Linked DNA regions of Oryctolagus cuniculus: region 1 is linked to region 2. A link is a contact called in public Micro-C data. All regions are on one chromosome and are shown on one strand. The core of a region is the stretch at or near the end of the contact, and the rest is flanking DNA. Distances in the headings are between cores, read along the strand shown. Region 1 holds the start of MTMR12 (myotubularin related protein 12). Region 2 holds the start of GOLPH3 (golgi phosphoprotein 3).

Region 1 (5,725 bases), core at 2,904-5,403, 150 kb after region 2:
TCTATGGGGGTGCAAACTGTTGAAATCCTTACTTAATGCATACTAAACTGATCCTCTGTAAAAAAAAAAAAAAAAAAAAATTATCAATTCCCAACTTGACTCTCACTGGGATTAAACATGACAATAGGTCTGCTCTGATTTCATCATCATTTAAAAAAATCATCTATTATTTTTCACTTTATGTTTCTGTGTGGGAGCAAACTGTTGAAATCCATACTTAATGTATACTAAGCTGATCTTCTGTATATTAAGATAATCGAAAATGAATCTTGATGTGAATGGAAGGGGAGAGGGAATGGGAAAGGGGAGGGTTGTGGGTGGGAGGGACGGTATGGGGGGGAAGCCATTGTAATCCATAAGTCGTACTTTGGAAAATTATATGCATTAAATAAAAGTTAAAAAAAAAAAAAAAAAAAAAAAAGATCTGATCAGCCAAGGATAAGTTTATTACCAAGTGCAGGTATCATTACATTGGAAGGCATAAAGGTTGTTCTAGTGTACCAGTCCTCTGCCACAAAAAAAGGCCAGCTGTTGGCCAGCGCCGTTGCTCACTAGGCTAATACCCCGCCTTGCAGCACCGGCACACCAGGTTCTAGTTCCGGTCAGGGCGCCGGATTCTGTCCCGGTTGCCCCTCTTCCAGGCCAGCTCTCTGCTGTGGCCAGGGAGTGCAGTGGAGGATGGCCCAGGTGCTTGGGCCCTGCACCCCATGGGAGACCAGGAGAAGCATCTGGCTCCTGCCATCGGATCAGCGCGATGCACCGGCCGCAGCACGCTGGCCGCGGCGGCCATTGGAGGGTGAACCAATGGCAAAAGGAAGACCTTTCTGTCTCTCTCACTGTCCACTCTGCCTGTCAAAAAAAAAAAGGGGGGGGGGGGTTGCTGTGATTTCCCAGCTAGTAAAAGCCATAGAGAGAAAGAAGTGATGGGGGCCGGCGCTGTGGCATAACAGGTAAAGCCACCGCCTGCTGTACCGGCATCCCAAGTCCTTGGGCCCCTGCACCCACAAGGGAGACCTGTTAGAGGCTCCTGGCTCCTGGCTTTGGATCAGCACAACTCCGACCACAGCAGCCAATTGGGGAGTGAACCAGCAGATGGAAGACCTTTCTCTTTCGGTCTCGCCTCGCTCTCCTTCTCTCTTTGTGTAACTCTGAATTTCAAATAAATAGGTAAATCTTTAAGAAAAAAAAAGTGATAGCAAGGCACACACTAACAGCAGTAAGGACAAGGACAATATGAAGGAAAGGAGAGTAGAGACAGTAAATAACAGTCTTCAGAAATTATTCTAAGAGCCGGTGCCGCGGCTCACTAGGCTAATCCTCCGCCTTGCAGCGCAGGCACACCGGGTTCTAGTCCCGGTCGGGGCGCCGGATTCTGTCCCGGTTGCCCCTCTTCCAGGCCAGCTCTCTGCTGTGGCCAGGGAGTGCAGTGGAGGATGGCCCAGGTGCTTGGGCCCTGCACCCCATGGGAGACCAGGAAAAGCACCTGGCTCCTGGCTCCTGCCATCGGATCAGCGCGGTGCACCAGCCGCAGCGCGCCGGCCGCGGCGGCCATTGGAGGGTGAACCAACGGCAAAGGAAGACCTTTCTCTCTGTCTCTCTCTCTCACTGTCCACTCTGCCTGTCAAAAAAAAAAAAAAAAGAAAAGAAAAAAAAGAAAAGAAAAGAAATTATTCTAAGGGCCTCTCCCACTGGGAGAGCCAACCAGACCTGGGGCTCTCAGAGACACATAAGCTCTACCTCAATGCTGCCCCTATGCATCTCCAGTAATATGTGACATCCAGCAGAAGCGATAGCCTTAAAAATACATTGTTTTCGGAGCTGACTCTGTGGCATAGTAGGCTAAGCTTCTGCCTGCAGCACTGGCATCCCATGTGGGCACCAGTTGGGAGTCCTGGCTGCTCCAAATCCAATCCAGCTCTCTGCTATGGCCTGGGGAAGCAGTAGAAGATGGCCCAAGTCTTTGGACCCCTGCACCTGTGTGGGAGACTTGGAAGAAGATCCTGGCTCCTGGCTCCGGACAGGTCCAGCTCCAGCCGTTGTAGCCATTTGGGGAGTGAACAAGCAGATGGAAGACCTCTCTCTCTGTCCCTCTCCCTCTCTCTCTAACTCTACCTCTCAAAGAAAATTTTTTTAAAAAAATACACTATTTTCTCACCTCCCCCCTATCTAAGTTATCTTTTAAAAAACGACCCACAATTTATGCCGGATCCTTGTCTGATGTCACAAAATACTTTCAGAGGCAGTCTACAACAAAGTGTAACATCTACACAGCATGATGTCACTGCAAGGAAACAAAACTGCCAACTCTGAGGATCTGAAAAATGTGACCACTTCGGGCTTCTTTTGGAGCTGAACCACTCCCCTTCCCTTATTATCCCTCAAAGGAAATATATCAGGCACAGTGGGCAGAGGGAAAACATGTCTAATTACAACATGTGCACTTGGTGGATGAAGAATTTGAACGTTCTTGAACTCTAGCCACATTTCAGAAGACTTTCCACTTGTTAAATTTAATCTCACTGAAGAGGAAAGGTTAAAGATCAGTTGCACTTCAACTAGGGCTCTATCAAAAAAAAGACACAAAGAGAAACCGACCACATTACTTACATACAAGGCAAGCCTGCTGAAAAGTTAAGATGTCCCTGACTCCATATTAAGTGCTACCAGAGGAAGTGGTTTTTATTTGAAAATCAGGGCTAAAAATAAGATCCATTTCAAGAGTACACATCTCCTGATTTTGAAGATACATATGCAAAGGCCCCAGGGGGGCTTACAGAACTCAGTAGCACTTCCACAAGTCGCTGACTCATGTGCTGGAGAGGGCAAATCCAACACGAGGGGGCACCTAATCAGGCATGTGGATTAAGCGCTCCTGCTCAGGAAGTTCTCAGTGGGGTCTACAGATTCTGATCTCGCCCACCGTGCCTCCGCCCAGCCACCTGACACACCTCCAACTCCACTACCTTCACGAGGGTTCCCCAGGTCCCTCTACCTGGACTCCTCCTCCCTCAGACTCCCTGTCCTAAGTCTTGGCTCACTGTCATTTCTGAGAGAATGACAGCATGCCTTTTCTCTCCCATGTTCCTTTCCCACCTTCTAAGACACTACAATATGCTATGGCTATAGCTTCCTCCGGCTTGTCTTCCCTTCCTGCCAATTCCAGGAGCGCAGGGATTTCTGTTCGGCTCACTGATGGCCATCTCAAGTGCTCAGAACAGGGCCTGGCACACAGTAGGAGCTCAGACAGTGTTTGCTGAATGAATGAATGAACTTCTTGCCAGTAAAATTCAGGACAGCAAGAGGCGGAGGAGAGGGTGATGGTGATAGGGTGAAATGACGGGGGGTGGGGGGAGAAGCGACCAAAAGCGGGGTGGGGGGTCACAGAGACCCACTGAAGCCGGGAGACCCCTCGGTTTCTAGGCGCAGCGCGGAAGGGAGGTGAGAGCCGCCAACGGCGTCCCGCCGGGGCATCCGACCGCACTTAGAAGCAGGCTGCTGGGACAGGCGGGCTCTCACTCTCCCTGGGAAAACCCAAGGCCAGGACACACACACCTGGGCTGCGGGCCCGCTCGGCGGACCCGGCCAACCGTCCCGGACCCGCCCCTACTCCCTCCCGCGGTGCACCACAGGGCGTCGCGAGCCGCAGTGCCTCCCCACCTCGGGCCCCCCATCCAGTCGCCAGAGAGCCGGGCCCAACGCCGGGGCACCTGCCTGCCCGCGCGAGGGGCCCCACCCAGGCCCGCGGGGAGGCCGCAGCGCCTCACCCCGCCGGGCTCCCCACAGCCGCCGAGCAGGAAACGCCCAGCGGCCCTCCCCAAGGCCGGGCAGGGGCTCCCGGCGCCCCTTACCCCAGCCGCTGCAGCCCCGACGCCCAGCCCGCGCGGCGTCTCCTCACCTCAGGGCGCACGTACGACACGAAGGACGGCTTGGGCGTCTTGGTGCCGCCGCCACCGCCGACTACCCCCTTCCCCAGCATACCGCCACCCAAATTAGCAGCGACGCGCGGGAAGAGAGGCGACGGCTCGGGCAGCGGCGGCGGCCACCAGCACTAGCGACTGGGGCTCCGCCCATCCCCAGGGCCGCCGCAGCGGCGGCACCGCCCGCATCCGGCTCCGCCGCTGACACCGCTCGCCCCGCCCATTCCGCACGCCAGCCCACGCGGCCTCGAGCCGGAGGCCAGAGGCCACGCCCCCAGCTTCGCGGCAGGCCGTTCTGACTGGCCGAGTTTCGCCTTGCGAGATAGGATCCACGCCACTCTTCTCCAGCAAAGCCCGCCTTCTGCGTCCTCTGATTGGCCAGTGATGCCGCCGGCCCAGCCCCTTCTTGAATGAACCTGGAGCGATGTTTCCACTAACCAATCCAGAGAGCCTTCTCTCCGGACTTCCCGGCGATTGGATGGCGAGGATGTCGTCGCCCAGTGATCCCGCGGTCAGTAAGTTGTCTTGGGCAGCAGTTCTGGCAGTCGTGATGTTCCCTTTTCTAGTCGCTTTGGAATAAAACGTCCAAAACTCTGATGTATCAAATCTCGCGTAGGAGTTCCAAACCTACATCAGTGACATTCAAGGTTTACTATTTTAAATGTAGACCCCAAAATCGGACAAACCAAGGGTTAACAGGCACTGAACCACAGGTTTGAGCCATCATAAAAGGCGTTGTCAACTTCATTTGTTCAGTTGTTTGTGTCTGTGATAGAATATAAAAGCCCTAAGAGGCTTATTTTATCTACTCTGCCGGGTTACCAAAACCTTCACTTTAACCCATGACCGCAAAGAAATTTTATTTAAATTCCACATTTGACGCCCAGCACAGAATTAGAAGCAGGTGAATACGACAGAATCCGGCTCTCGAGAAAATCTTTCTAGTGGGAGAAACTGATTTATCCCTGCAGTCAGCTTTCCAGAGGTCAAGCTGACGTGCTGATGATGACCTGGCTTTCCACCCGAGTGATCTCCACGCGCCCCTTCCCAGAGCGGGTTCAAGTAAATAATCAAGCTAAGGGAAAGCGAACGTGCTAGTATTTGCAAACACAAGTTCAAGAAAAGCGCTGTAGCCCCAGGCGGATCGCCACAGTTCAGCCTATCCCCTAGAGCCAGTGAGAAAACCCAGATGCAGGGAATCTGCCCAGGTCTCAGAGGTGTTTGCAGACAGGCCTGTGTCTGTCTGGATTCCAAAGTCCATGTTCTGAACACACTAAAATAAAAATATTAACATCTTAAAGATACGAATTAGGAGACAGCACAAGAAAAGCATGGCTAGTTCTATTTGAAAAAGCCAATTAAGTCTTTATAAACCTCCCCCCCCCTTATATGGGGCCGGTGCTGTGGCATAGCAAGTAAAGCCGCCGCCTGCATGCCGGCATCCCATATGGGCGCTGGTTCTAGTCTGGCTACTCCTCTCTGATCCAGCTCTCTGCTATGGCCTGGGAACGCAGTAGAGGATGGCCCAAGTCCTTGGGCCCCTGCACCTGTGTGGGAGACCGGGAAGAAGCGCCTAGCTTCGGATTGGCCCAGCTCCGGCTGTTGTGACTATTTGAGGAGTGAACCAGAGTATGGAAGACTTCTCTTTCTCTCTCTGCCTCTGCCTCTCTGTAACTCTTTCAAATAAATAAATACATCTTTACAAGACTCCTTATAGTGATGTGAATAATTTTGTGAAAACTAATAATTCCACTTTATATTTCACAGAAGTTTTTAACTTGTCAAAACGCAATGGTAGGGCAAATCCT
Region 2 (6,075 bases), core at 2,053-4,552:
ACCTTCCACAGGTTTATTAGTCTCCAACAGAAAATGTTCATGAAGCCAAAAAAGGTAAGGCTTGTTTTTTTTTTAAATCGAAGTAAAATCAATTTCATGGCTCAGCAATTACCTAAAATGCTCTCGTTTTGATTTCAGATAAGATTAGCTTATATATTCCAACATTCATGACCAGCCCAAATTTAAAGTTTTGCTTTTAAATATCTTAAGAGTATCCATATAATCACAGAGATAGATATCAAGTTAAAACAATAAAGCTGAAGCAGTCAATATATTTTGGCTAAAGTTTGGAATATGTAAATAACGAAATAAGTAAATTGAAACCTAATACTAACAAGCACAATTGCCTTGGCTCAGGAGAACAGCACTTCCTGCGCCCTCGACAAAGTGATACAGGAGGGAGAGGGTGACCGTCCCAGGCATTACAACCCACAACCCGAAGGCTGAGTTGACAGGGACAGTTACTAGTGTATAAAAACCTAACGGGGTAGGCATTATGTGCTGAAGGTTAAGCCTCTGCTTGGGACGCCCACATCCCAAACCTGGATGGCGCACCAGCTCCTCCACTTCAGATTCAGCTTCCTGCTAATGCACCTGGGAGGCAAGAACAGTCCAAGTACTTGGGTTCCTGCCACCTACGTGGGAGACCTGCATTGAGTCCTAGCTGTTAGGTCTGGCCTGGCGCAGCCCTGGATGTTGCAGACATATGGGGAGTGAACCAGCAGATGGAAGATCTCTTTGCCTTTCTAATAAATCTTTCTTTAAAATGTGACAAAAGAAAAAATATACAGGCTAATCCCCAAAGCCAAAATGTAAAGCAAGCAAAATCCCAGCCCTCTCTCTCCACGTCCTGGAGGTGCCTACGAAAGGGGGCGGGGCAGATTTCCCTATGTGGCTGTGAAGTCAGCAAGTACAGCTCAGAATTAGCTAGCATCTGGACCTTGGCCAGGCCTTGGAAAGTATAGCGAGCACCTCCTGAGGCAAAATACGCACCACAGATGGCTTCAATTACCTGCCATCAAAGAACTTCAAACTGTCTAAATTATGTAAGTACCATCACATTTCAACAAATTCTTCAGGTTATCGTCATCAAAACTAGCCACGGAAAAGCAGCATGTTAACCTGTTTCAGTATACACATTTAGAGCTAACACATATTTGAAAAAACAAAAAGGTACTTTCTCACCGTAACTTCTCACTGCTGTGACTCAGAGCACTAAATGTTAACTGTGTTTGTTTCTGAAGTTCTAGTTTCCGAGTTTTATCCATACAGAAAAGTCTCAAAAACTACAAGCCAAAATGTCCACTCAGGTATACGTTTTCTTCATTTTCCTTTTTTTTTCCTAAAATGTCTACAGTGTTACTTTTGTCCCAAAGGCAAAAAGACCTAAAGAAAAATGCTTAACACCAAGATTCCAAAGTGTAAAGCATTTAAAAAAAAGTTGAATACTTTCTAAAATCTAAGATACTTCTACTTCGCTTTTTCATCACAAGAACAAAACAGAGTTTCACACACAGCCTGCTCGGGTCAGCACAGCTCAGTCCTTACACAGGGCCCAGGCCCCTTTCGGTAGGAAAACAACATACTGCAGACACGCTGGGCGTTTCCATCAAGGTGAGCTGTAGTTCTCGACTTTTATCAGGAGTCCACCAACAGTAACATCTGCTAAGTTTCCCTAAACCTTCGATTTTTTTAAGAATGAAACTTTTTTGCCTATCTTGGTGAATTTGGAAAGCTTTCTGAAAATCAAAACAAAACTTCAAGATACTTTTGCGTCTGACTCAAGACAGCTGTCTGAGGTTCCCACACCGGGATAAAGCGCTTCAGGGACCACCTTACAGCCATGACTTACAGAACACCCATTCCCCTGCCTCAGCTCCCACGCCTGCGTCTGGCTTTCAAAACACCCATCTGTAGATGGATAGATACATGATACACAGAGCGAAAGGTTCACTATAGGATGAGAAGTGTGCACACACGTACACACCCACTGGCATTTTTTTCACCTTTTTATGTGAAAATTCTGGATACTGGGGTGAAATACAATCCTTTTCAAAAGCAGAACACAAAACAAATATTTTTCACAGCTTCACCCTACCTAAAGCTTTGAGGTCCTACGTCAAAAGCCCTCACTTCTCCAGCACCTCACAAAAAAAGCTCTTAAGACGGCCAAAACCTCGAGAACCGTCAGAACCGATCAAATTTAGAGCGATACTAAAAAAATAAGCTGTCGCCCAAACCAAGTTGAACTAAAAAGTCATTTTGTAGGGTTCCTGAGAACTTTGTCGACTTTACTTCGTAACTTTTTTTCCTCATTACCATTTCACCGAATTGTTAATTCCAAATAGTACGTCTTTAAAACAAACAAAATTCCCCAGCAAACAGGATCTGTGGACCCTCCCTCCCAGGTCCAAAATAACCCGAGAAGTTGGGGGTGCTGGTGGTTCCAGGTGCGGCTGTTCACAACCGGGTGGTCCCCAGGCTGGAATCGCGCCTGAGGTCTACACCGGTTAAACGCGCAGGGAGAGGCGAGGAGGGCGTCGCGAGGAAGAGGGGAGGAGAAATCCAACACTCTGAACGCCGAGGGCCAGGAAAGCCCTGGGCCGCGCGCAGCGGGGCCACCAACTCCACCGCGCCTCGGGGGCCAGGGGTGCGCTCCCGGGCGCGCGGCTCCGGCGGGAGCAGCGCAGGTGCGCGGGCCGGGGGGGAACCGCGCGCCCACCTGGAGCCCACCTGGCGCCCCGGGCCCGCGCCGCCGCCCCCCGCCCCGCCAGCCGCGCCCGCACCTCTCGGTCCTTGAGACCCAGCAAGAGCACCTCCTCCATCAGGGTCAGCCGGGTTTCCTTGGAGTCGCCCTTGTCGTCGTCGTCCTGCTCGTCGCGGCGGCTCTGCGCGTCGTCCTCGCCGCTGCCGCCGCCGCCGCCCGCCGCCCTCTCCTTGTCGGCGGCGTTGCGGGAGGCCTCGGTGCGCCGCTGCACCAGGCCCGAGCTGCGCTGGGTCAGCGAGGTCATGGCTCCGGCCGAAGCGCCGCGCGGGCCGAAGAGGGACGCGGGTCCGACCGGGTCGCCCTCCTCCTCCCCCCGCGGCCCCTGACCCGGGCTTCCGTGTTAGATCCGGATGCTGGGGCGACGTCCGTCGGCTGCGGGGCCGGGGGCGGTCATGGGGAATTAGGCTGAGCTTCGGCGAGGAGAAAGAGGGGCGCTTTCCTGCCTGCGGCCGCGGCCCCTAAAACTGCCCAAGCTCCGAAGCGGAGGCGGCGGCGGCGGCGGCGGCGGCGCCTTTCCAATATGGCGTCGCCGGCTGACGTCACCGGAGGATGTGGCAGAGTCGGCGCAGCGAGGGCCCGGAAGGCGCCGGAAGCAGCGGATGGGATCGGCTGCCGCCGCCGCCCACCGGCTCCCCGGCTTCGGGTGCCGGCCTTTTTTTCCGCGTGCCCTCCGGCCCCGGCCTGAGGCCTCGGGCCGGTGACGTGTCCGCGTCACGTTCGCCCCAACTTTCGTCCCTTACGATCCGGGATGGAGCCAGCGCGTCGGCGAGCGTGCGCGCGCGCGAGTCTGGAGAGCTGAGGCCGCGCAGGGGTGGACCCCGCCGAGCCTCGAGCTGTGCCCGCCGCACCTCGGTCCGCGGAGGGCCCGGGCCGCCGGGACCCCGTCTGGACTGGCAGGAGGGACTGTGCTCGCCGCCGCTGGGGCGCGAGAGGGCGCGCCCGGACGCCCTGATGCCTGGGGAGGAGCGGCTGCGCCTTCTGGGGGCAGCCGGGCTGGGACGCAGGGACTAGTTTAATGTGCAAAACTTTCCTCTCCCACTCCGACTTGCGCTGCGCGGTGGCCGGAGTGCCCCGCACAGCTAGTGGCGCGCACGGCCGCACGCGCGACCTTTACGGTCTTTTTATGGAGACAATAAACCTGTTGGGTTTCGTGCCACGTCTCTGCCCGCGTAATGACTAGGTTTCAATCCTCTTGGCGTGCTGCACAGTTTTGTGCAAATTACGTTAAAGGTTAGCTGTCACACTGCGAGAGGTAGGGCGGGGGCGGAAGGGTGGCGTGTGTAAAGTACCACGTTGTTGTGCGCCATCCAGTATTAGGATCAACAGTGACCACAGGCTGGAGCTGTGCTTTGGTTAGGGTCTTCCCCCTCCATGAACCCGGCATCCCGACCTGCAGTAGCCCCAGAACGCGATGCAGGCCCGGGGCACAAGGTCAGTGCCAAGTCCTCCCCTCTTTGCTGGCCGCCCAAAGGTCAACTTCTCAACCAGGTTCTCCCACTCACATCCTCTTCCAGTTCTTTACCAGATAGCTTCAAATTTGTTTCTTTGTAAAAGAAATGTAATCACTACTGGATTAATAGAGTCCAATACCTACGCCAAGACAAAGGACATGAAGATGTGTATAGTGAAGCTGTCCCTCCCAGCACTGTCTGGTTCCCCACGGCCAGATTTTCAAATATGCCAACAGGTCCTGTGATTCGCCTTCCCTTGCATGTGAGTTTCTTAGGACAGATAGAACGTGGGCAGCGCGGGCTGGCTGGGTGTCACTTCTCAGAGCGGGTCACAGGAGTCTTCGCAGCAACTTTCTCGCCTTCCTGCCCTCTCCCATTCACTCTGGGAGAAACCCAAAGCCAGATCTTACAGACATCCAAGCCCCCTTAGGCAATGGTCAGCCCTGTGAGTGACCCATCTCAAGCAGATCTTCCAGTCCTTCCTCATGTCTTCCTTGAAACCTGGTGAGAGATGCTGAGCCAGTCCCACCCAGTGGGGCCATTCTCAAATTCCTGTCCTGCAGAAACTGAGACAATAAATATTTGTTGGGCAGGTGTTGTGGCACAGCAGGTTAAGCAGCTGCTTAGGATGCCGAATGCCCAATGGGAGTGCTTGGTTTCAGTCCTGGCTTGTCTGCTTTCTCATCCAGCTTCTTGCTAATGCACCTGGGAGACAGCAGATGATGGCCCAGGTACTTGGGTTCCTGCCACCCATGGGTGAGTTCCTGGCTCCTGGCTTCCGCCTGGCCTATTCCTGGCTGTGGCTGGCATTTGGGGAGTGAACTGGCAGATGGAGTTTTCTCGGTCTTTGTCTCGCTGTCATTCTGCTTGTCAGATATAAATCTTTAAATGAACACTTACTGTAGACTGCTAAATTTAATTTGTTAGGCGGTAACAGATACCAAAATACTTAGCATGTGCAGACACACAAATAGGTAATCACTAATACGTGTATTACCTCTCAGATCTTCCCAGAGATTTTTAATGCATATTTAAGCAAATAAGAACATATGCTTTTCTTCCATTTTATACTAGTTATAGCACACTATATAGGGTTTTTGTAGATTTATTTATTTATTTCAAAGGCAGCGTTACAGAGAGGCAGAGAAAGAGAGACAGAGAAAGGTCTTCCATATGCTGGTTCACTGCCCAATTGGCCACAATGGCTGAAGCTGGGTCCACCTGAAGCCAGGAGCTTCTTCCGGGTTTCCCACGTGGGTGCAGGGGCCCAAGGACTTGGGCCATCTTCCACTGCTTTCTCAGGCCGTAGCAGAGAGCTGGATCAGAAGTGGAGCAGCAAGAACTCCAACCGGTGCCCACATGGGATGCCAGCACCGCAGGCAGCAGCTTTACCCTCTATGCCCCAGTGCCGGCCCAGACGTTACATAGTTTTGTATCTTGACTTCTTTGCACCCACTTGGTGTTAGAGAGCAGTGTATGTCAGTTCCTAAGAGCCTCTCCAGCTGCATCACATCTGCTGGGCAAACACATACCAAAACCCCCTGCTGATGTCTGTGCAGGTTGTTTCCAGCCCTTTGCTGTTATAAACAATGCTGCAATAAAAATTAGTCTTGTCCATAAAAATATATGCTCATAGACTAGAGGCGTACCAGTACCACAATCTTCAAATTACTAAAACTTTACACATTTTTCTTTTTTTTCTTTAGTTTTCCTAACATTTTTCTTGCTTATTTTCCATGCAGACTTCAAAATCACCTTACCAAGAAAGAAAGGGAGAAAGAAAAGGATATTTTGAGACCAAAATACCAATTCCTGGTGACGGCAGCTGTGTGTTATTGATAGCTGAGTGTCTGCCAG

Evidence for each region. Hi-C and Micro-C count contacts between places; a contact is called where the count stands out from the background.
Region 1: a Micro-C map of ear pinna shows a contact between it and region 2, with 2.5 times the contacts expected there. The contact joins the promoter of MTMR12 here to the promoter of GOLPH3 in region 2. A contact is called at or near these places in 2 of 6 Hi-C or Micro-C datasets (ear pinna and an unstated tissue).

The regions. Positions count from the first base shown.
Region 1 is chr14:58,458,489-58,464,213 of mOryCun1.1, forward strand. MTMR12 (myotubularin related protein 12) reads right to left here and starts at 4,154. Exons shown (of 16, transcript XM_008262096.4): 1 at 3,896-4,154. The coding sequence starts at 3,976.
Region 2 is chr14:58,310,526-58,316,600 of mOryCun1.1, forward strand. It overlaps GOLPH3 (golgi phosphoprotein 3), which reads right to left and starts at 3,303. Exons shown (of 4, transcript XM_002714100.4): 1 at 2,787-3,303. The coding sequence starts at 3,011.